3 separate regions of the Mus musculus genome follow, and all the other regions are linked to region 2. A link is a contact called in public HiChIP or PLAC-seq and Micro-C data. All regions are on one chromosome and are shown on one strand. Each heading gives the region's core, a stretch centred on a gene start, on an enhancer-like site or on the middle of the called end of the contact. The rest is flanking DNA. Distances are from core to core; before and after follow the strand shown.

Region 1 (2,982 bases), core at 40-2,539, 390 kb before region 2:
CTATTATGTATTGTAATTAATGATGTGAATTTTGAACTGAGACGGGTCCTTGTGTTGCGGGAGGGTCATTTGTGGGTTATGTCATTTCTAGCGTTTTGATGGTGATGCAGAGACGCGGTCTGCCTTCGTGTAAGCTGCTCGTCTCCATTATCCAGGGCAGTTGTGTGTCTAAGACCTCCAAGCTGGTTTTAAAAACAAAAAGCCTTTCTCTATTCTCAGAAATATAAATACTGTTATTTTTAATATTAAAAAGAAATTCAATATAACTTTTAACAAACACTGTGGACATTAAACCATATAAAAAAATGTAGTAACTATTTTTTAATTCCAGGGTGTTTTTGCTTTTTTTCCTTAAATATTTTCTTAATATTTGTCAAATTAACTAGATAAATAAATAAATCTAGTATTAACAACAGTATGAGTTAAATAATTTTGATTTAATAAAAGGGATACTATGATTTCCAATGTTTACTGTAGTGTATCTGTACAGATAACATGTATTTTTAAAGGAAACACGGAGTTGAAGCTATTTTTTCCTGCATTTTGGATTGACCTGAGGAACATTCCGTTTGAAACGTGCTCGTTACGGTTTGCCGTTCTTGTTTTCCTTATGATGCTTGAAATGTCTAACTATTAAAAAGGCATTGGAAATGTTATGCATGTTGTTTTTTAAAGATGTTCTTTTTATTTGACTGACAATTCATTTTACACTCTATATAATAAAATTTCCACAAGATGTCTTGTGGGCAAAGTGTTCTTAGTCTGTTTTGTTTGCTGGCCCCTGTCTCTTGCCCTGCCTAGCTGATAATGGCTCTGCATCAGCCCAACTCTTTGATATACACAGCCTCTGGGGACTTCTGAAGTAAAGTTCGTTTTATGTGGCAGCTTTACACTTGACCCTTTGACTTAAGGCCACACTAAGGACCGGCCTTCACAGTGACAGCATCTGAGCGAGAACAGTCCTGCTTGGTCCTGAGAAAGGTGTGGTCCCTGAGGAAGCCAATGGGTCAGCACCCCACTGAGCTGAGACCCTCCCCACCCCCCACTCTGAGGTGGCATGTTCTCACCTAAAAGCACACCAGCCCTGCCCTGTGTGTGCGCGCGCCTAGGCGGTCTCCCTGCCTGTGGCACCCTCAAGGCCCACTCACCCATGCCAAGAGTCATAAATGGCGCAGGCTTGCGGGAGGATGCATTTTCTTAAATGTATCGGTAAGTACAGATTAGCGTTTGTCCCCAGTGAAATCTTCCCAGCAGGCCCAGGTAGGACTCTGAGACTGCAGCAGATGCATCCCTTTTGTTCTGAGAAAACAAGAATACAACCCCACCTACCGCAGGCCTACCACAGGGCCCAGAGGGGGAAAGGCAGCCTTGCTGGCTGTTTTCTATCTCTGTTTGAAAGCAACTGGTTTGAAATTTAGTTTCTTACCAGGGCATCTGCCTGGCTCAGCCTTCACCCTGTACTTACATACTATGGAATTGTCCCAGTGTAGTCAGTCACCAGTCCTTGCTCAGAACCCTCTTCCTGGTGTGTGTTTGTATATATCGAAAGAGAAATAGTAGACCCATTAGAGTGTGTGTGTGTGTGTGTGTGTGTGTGTGTGTGAACATACAACAGGCCCATTACGATAACGTGCATGTGTTTGTGTGCCTTGTCTCCACCACACACTTGAGAATGAGAGACACATCTGTGGATCCTTTAGCCCAAAATGGTATGGAGAATGTCCCATCTGGGCCACACTGAGGCCTGTTGAGAGCCGGAAGACAAAAAGGAGATGTGGCATCTTTAACTACACCTCTAGAGAATCGAGTTTGACATTGAGAAATTGAATAGTGAAAGCCACTGGGGAGGGGGAGGGCCAGCCACAAGGGCAGCAGCGCTGATGGCAGTAATGCAAGTTGGAGAGGGCATTACAGGGAAGACTTCCTTCTAATTCATCTTCCATGCTCAGTGCCAAAACAGCATTTGGCATGGCTCACAGGGAGCAATTGTGTGATAATGAACCCTAAGGTGTCCCTTAATTGAAGACTGAGCATTGCGGTTTGTGCCAAGAGTCATAAATGGCGCAGGCTTGCGGGAGGATGCATTTTCTTAAATGTATCGGTAAGTACAGATTAGCGTTTGTCCCCAGTGAAATGCCGTACTATAAATTATGGAAATCTCTCTTTCCCTCTGATGCAATCTTCTGTTGGGGGGTGGGGTGTGCAGAGCAGCAGGCCGCAGGGGGGAAAGTTTGCAAGCATATGAAATTTGGCCTCTCATTAACATGGCGCCCGCCCTCTGAAGATGGTTTCCATCAGCAGTCTGTCGTCCTGGAAGGCTAAAGTGCTTGAAATGTACCAGGTTCAGCGGTTGTGTTCCATTAAGAAAGCTGCATGGTCATCATGGAGGGCAGTATGTGTTTGGCGAGGTAGGAGTGGGTGGTGCCTGGTCTGTCTTCAGAGGGCTCCCCCAACACCCACCTTGCCACACCCATGCTGGCTCTGCCCACAATCAGGATTCAGCAGGACTTCCGCTGAACTGAAGCAGCCCCATCCAAATTGGAACTGGAGTGAGGAATTCTCCATCCTCCAAGACATGCACCTCCATAACCGCCCCTGGCCTGTCAAGTAGGAGGCAGTCTTATGCCTCAGTGGGACCATCTTAGATGGTGATCACCCATGTATCTGTCCTATGGCCCCACAGGCATACAGATGGTGTGCTGAAGTGCCCGGACCAAGGGGCACTGGACATGCGGGAGCCCGGCTCCAGCTGGCTCCCGGACTGCTGTTTCCCAGGCCCACTTCCAGCCCTCCAGGGCCCAGCTGGGGTTTAGGTTGAGCTAATGCAATGCAACTGCTCCTGAAGGACTCAGATTAATGGCCAGAAAGTGGTCTGACAATCCCACAGGGGGCTGCTGAGCCAGGGTGCTTGCATGGTTATCTTGGGCTTTGTCTTAAGCCTTTCTCCAAGTTCCAAAAGGGAGTGCTCACCCTTTCCATACT
Region 2 (3,010 bases), core at 117-2,616:
TGAAAGAGTGTTATTACAGGCTTAGCAGCCTGTTGGAGTTTTAGGTGTGGTGAGTTGACTTCCAGTATGGATAGCATTGTGTATTTTTGAATAGTGCTTCTCAAATGGTGAGATGGCCTGTATGTTCTGTGCTATGAATATCTAGGGTCAGAGGTATTCCCAGCACCAATTGTTGAATCAGCTTGTCTACTTGACAGTTCATTTCATAATGGGGGAGGAGAACTAAATGGGCGCACTGTGAGTGAGCATAGTGGGCTGCTCCTGCAAGTCCCACCCTTCCCAGGGGCAGCAGGGGAGAGGAAGTGGGTGCGTCTGTTCCTCTCATCCTCTCCCCCAGTCTCTGCTCCATCTCTGTTACACTACTGCAGAAATGGAATTTCCGTTTTTCATTTTATTAAATGGCTTTTATTTAATGGATATATTAAAGCCTAGTGTTTTCCTTGTTCATACAGTTCTCAATATAGAAATATTTCAAGATTATTTTTGAATACTTTAATGCATCTTCCCCCCAGCTACCCAGCTAGCTACCAGAACAATGAATCATTTGCCTTTTAATTTTTCTCTTGTAGGAAATTCGCCGCCTTCACCAGTACGTGAAATTTGCTGTCCAGGATGTGAATGACGTCCTAGACTTAGAGTGGGATCGGCATCTGGAGCAGAAGAAGAGACAGAGGTGAGGGCGAGGACATGTTATCCCCTCCGCTTTTTGTAGGAGCACAAGTAAAAATCTCACAGGCACCTTTCCTCCTGCTTAGCCATTTCACCTTTACATGTATCATTTACAAAACCCTGAGTGATGGCCGTTGTAATTTATATAAATGAGTTTGCATCACATCTTATGCATGGAATTTTAAAATGATAACTTGAATTTTAACTGGGCGTGGTGGTGCACGCCTTTAATGCGAGCACTTGGGAAGCAGAGGCAGGTGAATGAATCTTTGAGTTCAAGGCCAGCCTGGGCTATACAGAGAAACCGTGTCTCGAAAACAAACAAAAAAAAGAATATGCATTTTGTAAGGGTTGAGAGTAGCTCGGGGATAAGGCAGTTGACTTCTGTGTGTCTATACCACATGTTCAATGTCTAGCATTTCAATTGTCAAAGCCCAAACATCAAGAAGGTATACGTTACCCTTTGTTGCCACCGATAACATGTTCTTGAGGAATTACATTGAATGATTTTTATCTTGTATCAAACGTATAAAATAATTGAAAAGCATTTCAGATGTTTTCAGTGGGAAGGTACAAGTGTTGGAGAGAGGAAGCAGATCTGTGGGGAGATTCACAGAAGCACCTCACAGCTCCACCCTGCTGCCAGGTGGGACTTGTGTAGTGGTAACATGGCTAGTGTGACAGTCCCACTGTCTCCAAGACACACTGCCAACTGTGCAGGCTTCAGTTATCCTGTAAGCCTGCTGCATTGCTGAGCTGCGCGCCCATATCAAACATGCCTAGGCCAGCGAGTTCCCAGTTAGTCATAACCTGGCTGCAGTGTCTAAGTCCATTATGTGAAAGAACTCAGTGGGGAAACCCCCACTCAGCTCCCGATTCGGCGTGCACCCAAGAATCACGAATAGAACACAACACCTTGATGTAACAACAAGAGGTTTTTAATGGCGGAGCTCCGGGTCGAAACGTATCTCACATAACAGGAGACAGTGGATTCGACCACGAGGCTTGGAAGCTAGGGGTTTTTATAGAAAAGGAGTGGGGCTGGGGGAGGAATTGGCGCGGTTTCACATGATTGGTCCATTTAAACATCAGCTGTAACATTTAACTTAGGTCAGAGGGGTAGGAGATAGGGAGGCGATGGGCCTGCCCGGGCATGTCCTGGTCTGTTCTGCTATGTTCTCAGCCCCAGGTTTCAAAGCTCACAAACAACTCTTTGGGCTATTTGACATACATTACATGAATTACAGTTTTATTTCCTTTCATATGCATATCTTGTACATAACTGTGCTACAGGATAATTTATGTGTTATGTGTCTGTGGTGTACATTGCAATATTTTGTGAAATGTAAGATTATTTCAATATTATTATGTGAAATGAAATATGGATGATGGAACCAACCACCCAAGTGTCATGCCAAGGAAAACATCAAATAAACCTAGAACAATGGAAAAAAAAGAGAATTCCCCATGGGATTGGATAGGATGGCTCAATGGTTAACAGTCCTGGCTGATCTTCCAGAGGACCTGAGTTCAATTCCCATCACCCACATTGGGTACTGCACAGCTGCCTGTAACTCCAGCTTCAAGGAATCTGACCATCTTCTTTGCACAAGCTCTGTATGTTCATAGTGCTCATACTCTGACACACACTAAGTAAACACACCTTAGAAAACAGAGAGCAGTCCTCTTGTACATTTGTTAGTTTTCCAAGTTGTCCTTTTGAGAAAATATTTTTCTTCCCACCCCCACTTTTTTTTTTTTTTGGTTTGTTTGTTTGATTAGCATTTTGAGAAATGCTCTCACCGTTTATTGTCCCGAAGGCCTTGGGTGCTTGGCATTCCTCCTGCCTCAGTCTCCCAAGGGCTGGGAATGTAAGCATGAGCATGAGGGAAAATTAATTAAGGTGGCTGTTTAAAGTGATGCTGAAGACGGGCGAGCTTGCAGCTGCCTGTCATGGTCTGGTTTGTGCTTGTGCTTTGTAGAAGGAATAGAATGCTGTGTGCTGAGAACGAGGAAGTACTCCAGAAAAGCATGAGTGTGTTAACCCTCATACACGTTGCTTTGCCTAGAAGTAGGCTTTCTGAGACTGCACATGCTACCAGAAACGAGCTTTCTTTACTGTTACTGCCCCAGCCATCTCCTCGCTGCACGGCACTGATCAGGTCCCTTTCCGCAGAGCTCAAGTTCACTCTCTTGGCTGCCTTGTTCTTCTCAGTGGGTCCGAGAAAAGGAAATAAAACTGAAAGTTTCTGTTGAACATCAGCAGTTTTCATTCTGATCGTTCTGTGCTGAGAGACCGATGCCCAGACAGACAGCAGCAGACAAACCATGTGGCTTGTAC
Region 3 (3,396 bases), core at 25-2,524, 480 kb after region 2:
CCGGCTCCACCCGCTTATTAATTATTGTTTTAAATGTCTGATTGTAGCTAACAAGCTGAAAAGTGACTCCTTGGAAGCCTTTTGAATTGCCCAGGACCTTGTATAGAAGCTGGGGTCATTAGAAAGGCCTGGTGGGGCCTAGTTATCTGTATTTATTTAATTTATTTTTCTAGTTTTGTTGAAGTATCACTGACATACAATAAAGTCCATATGTGTAGTAATTTGATGATGGAGTGTACACCTGGTGATGGGAATGATCGATCATGCAAACCTCCATGACCCCCAAGTTCTTGGTGCTCTTCTGTAGCCTTGCCCACTCCCAGCAATCCCCCATCCTTATCCCTAAGCAACTCCTCTCACATCCAAGTGTGTGGACCAGAGATGAGATCCCATGTAAAGCCAGACAAGGTGGTTCTCAGCATCCGGAATTCCAGCATCCCATAGGTGAGAAAGTCACAGAAGCCAGAGAATCCCAGGGGCCACATAGCCTGTCACATGCCACAGTGAACACACAGTCTCAAATAGGCCAGCAGGTGAGAAATGCCCTCCTACAGCTGTGATCTGACCTCCACAAGCCTTGACACACCGATGCCCACACCTCTGCATGTGTACACAAACACAAAGGATTTTTAATTTTTTTTTTAAACAAAATTAACCAGGCATGGTAATGCATTCCTGTAGTTCTAGCACTCCTAAGACAGGGGCAGGCAGATCACAGCAAGAACAAGGCTATCCTGGTTTACATAGTGATTTCTGAGATCTACCGCCAGCCAGATATACACAGGGAGAATTAGAAATAAATAAATGTACTGGCCACCGTGGTCCACATCTTTACTCTCAGAAGTCCATAGGCAGATGCAGGACAAGTTCTGTGAGTTCGAAACCAGCCTGGTCTATGTAGTGAAAGCTTGCCAATAAACAAACAAACAAACAAATAGATGAATGAATGAACGAGCGAACGAATGAATGAATGAATGCAAGTTCTTTTGACTCAGCAGCTTCATTCTAGAATAAGCAAGCCAGAGCAGTGAACTGTCTGCCCTAAGATCTTTGGTCTTGGGGTTGGGCTGAGGGGAGGGGCTGCAGGCCTGCTTGGCTGGCTGGCCATGGATTCGAGAACCATCCCCTGGACTCTGTGTCCCCGAGCCCTTTGGTCTCTGAGCACAAGCTCTGGTGGAAAATGCAACAGGACTGAAGAGTCACAGTCCTAGATTTCACCCTGTGCTCAGCAGGGTGGACAGAGCTTAGGGTAGGGCAGGTGTCACCCGATGCCTCCGGAGGAGTCCAGGTCCACTTGGAGCCTGCATGGGGTAGGAGAGACCTAGGTGGCTGAAACCAGCCACCACCAGTACAGACCAAGAACCTGGCCCCAGCTGACACCGCTTCCTGGAACGCAGGGAGCAGCCCTTTGTTCTCCAAACACCAAATGGTTTCTCTGGGCCTCAGAACTGGAGCAGGGGCCTGGCCTGGCCTGGCTGCCGGAGCTGAGTGTGGGTGTGGAGCCTGGGACCCTGGAGACCTCATCTCTGAAATAGACCCTGACCCCCTGTACCGCTTAGGGGAAGCTCCTTCCCCCTTCTTAGGTCCCCACTTCCTGAGGTGATCAGATTTGAAAGTAGATTGGTTCACTCTGCTTCTCAGCCAGAGGGGCCGAGAGCTCAGAGGTAGGAGCCAAGCAGACCTGAATCCCATGTCTACCAGACTACTTTCTGTGCCTTGAAGTCTTATTGGTGGATTGAGTGAAACAAGGCTTCACTGTGTAGCCCAGACTAGCCTGGAGCTCCTGATCTTCTTGCCTTGATCTTCTGAGTGCTAGGATTACAGGAGCATGAACTAATTGATTTATTTTCTGTATGGGAGTACACTGTAGCTGGACAGACAGTTGTGACAGACAGATGGTTGTGAGACATCATGTAGTTGCTCTGTCTCCACTCACTCCTGCCCAAAGATTTATTTATTATTATATGTGAGTACACTGTAGCTGTCTTCAGACACACCAGAAGAGGGTTTCAGATGGCTCATTACGGATGGTTGTGAGTCATCATGTGGCTGCTGGGATTTGAACTCATGACCTATGGAAGATTAGTCGGCGCTCTTAACCGCTGAGCCCTCTCTCCAGCCCCTGAGCTAATTCTTATATTGCAATGTTTTTCTCAGTCTGAAACTCAGCAGTGCCCCTCCTTCACTGTATTTTGGAGGCTGATTCCAACAGATCAACCCCATTCTAGCATCCATCTCTAGCTCCTGTCTTCTCATCCATCCCATGCCAGCCACACTGGCCGCTTGTCACGGCATGAAGCCCTAACTTTCTACCTCCAGCCGCAGGATGCTTTCTTTTCTGGCCTCTGCCTCTCACATTGTCTCTCTCCCCAGTTGGCTCCTCACAGCTCCTGTGTTATCAAAGTAGTTGTCTGGGTAAGTACTAGCACCGGAGACTTATCTGTAGGAGAAAGTGTGGGCCTGACCTGGCAGCCAGCCTGCCCGGCACATGGCACTTCTAAATAAGAAGCACGGTGTACCATGCTCATGAGTATGCCCAGAAGTCAGAACAGAGGATTCTGAAGTAGCCTGACAGTTGGGAGCTGGCCTGCTGAGGCTGCCCTCTCCACATCTCTTTTTATGTGCTTCTCTCGCACCGAGATCCTGGTGGTATGGGCGCTCACTGTCCAGTCTGAGGTAATGTGCTAACCAGTCACAGACGATAGCTTCCGCGATATGAGTGCTTGCTGGTGTGTAATACAGCAGATGCTGTTCCCTGAAGCCCTGTCCAGAGTGATTTACTGACATCTCTGCATCCTTTACTGACCAGTAGGCATTGCAGTCTTATCTAGGGACACCCCGGTGATGACAGCATGTCACCCACCTACCCAACCATGTGTTGATGGGATTTAGAACTGGGACTCTGGTGAAATGACCCCGGCTAGATGAGCTAAGTACTGGGCTCTCGCTGCAGTATTGCTGCTTTCTGAGGAGAGTCGGAGGGGATGGAGATGCGGCTCAGCTGGCAAAGTGTTTACTGCGCAAGCATGAGGACCCAAGCTCTATTCCCAGGTGGTTCATGTGCCCATAATCCTACCACTGGCTAGGATTCCTGCGCTAAGTGCCTGCCAGTCTAGCTGATTTGACAAGCTCTAGATTCAGAAGGAAACCCTCTCAAAAAAATAAGGTAGGCAGAGGTTGAGGAGGACACCTGCTAATAACCTCCAGCCTCCACAGACCCCTGTACTCATATGTGTGTTCATGTACAGGGTCACCTGCCCATACAGAGGACTGTATTGCGGCTGGAGAGATAGCCCAGTGATTAAGAACTCTTTTGTTCTTGCAGAGGACTGGTTCATTTCCTAGCACCCACGTGCAGTGGCTCACAACTACCTGGAACTCCATCCAGTTCCTGAT

What was found. A called contact is a pair of places that touch in the nucleus more often than the background predicts. HiChIP or PLAC-seq counts read pairs in DNA pulled down with a chosen protein or histone mark.
Region 1: a Micro-C map of embryonic stem cells shows a contact between it and region 2, with 2.8 times the contacts expected there. The contact joins two enhancer-like sites. A contact is called at or near these places in 4 of 39 promoter capture datasets (hippocampal neurons, liver and pre-B cells), 4 of 484 Hi-C or Micro-C datasets (all in embryonic stem cells) and 1 of 9 other capture datasets (embryonic stem cells).
Region 3: an H3K27ac HiChIP or PLAC-seq map of embryonic stem cells shows a contact between it and region 2, with 4 times the contacts expected there. The contact joins two enhancer-like sites.

Annotation. Positions count from the first base shown.
Region 1 is chr2:31,616,767-31,619,748 of GRCm38.p6, forward strand. It overlaps Fubp3 (far upstream element (FUSE) binding protein 3), which reads left to right. Exons shown (of 18, transcript NM_001033389.4): 18 at 1-760. Among named protein-coding and RNA genes, the nearest start is that of Mir6998, 5.8 kb to the left of the region's middle. Within about 2 kb of position 1,290, at least 11 of the 459 cell types and tissues checked have an H3K27ac peak or open chromatin away from gene starts, as enhancers often do. A contact at or near this core is called in embryonic stem cells, where this site is marked.
Region 2 is chr2:32,006,120-32,009,129 of GRCm38.p6, forward strand. It overlaps Nup214 (nucleoporin 214), which reads left to right. Exons shown (of 36, transcript NM_172268.2): 18 at 570-673. Among named protein-coding and RNA genes, the nearest start is that of Gm13609, 9.7 kb to the right of the region's middle. Within about 2 kb of position 1,367, at least 18 of the 459 cell types and tissues checked have an H3K27ac peak or open chromatin away from gene starts, as enhancers often do. A contact at or near this core is called in embryonic stem cells, where this site is marked.
Region 3 is chr2:32,483,892-32,487,287 of GRCm38.p6, forward strand. No RefSeq gene overlaps it. Among named protein-coding and RNA genes, the nearest start is that of Slc25a25, 34 kb to the left of the region's middle. Within about 2 kb of position 1,275, at least 24 of the 459 cell types and tissues checked have an H3K27ac peak or open chromatin away from gene starts, as enhancers often do. A contact at or near this core is called in embryonic stem cells, where this site is marked.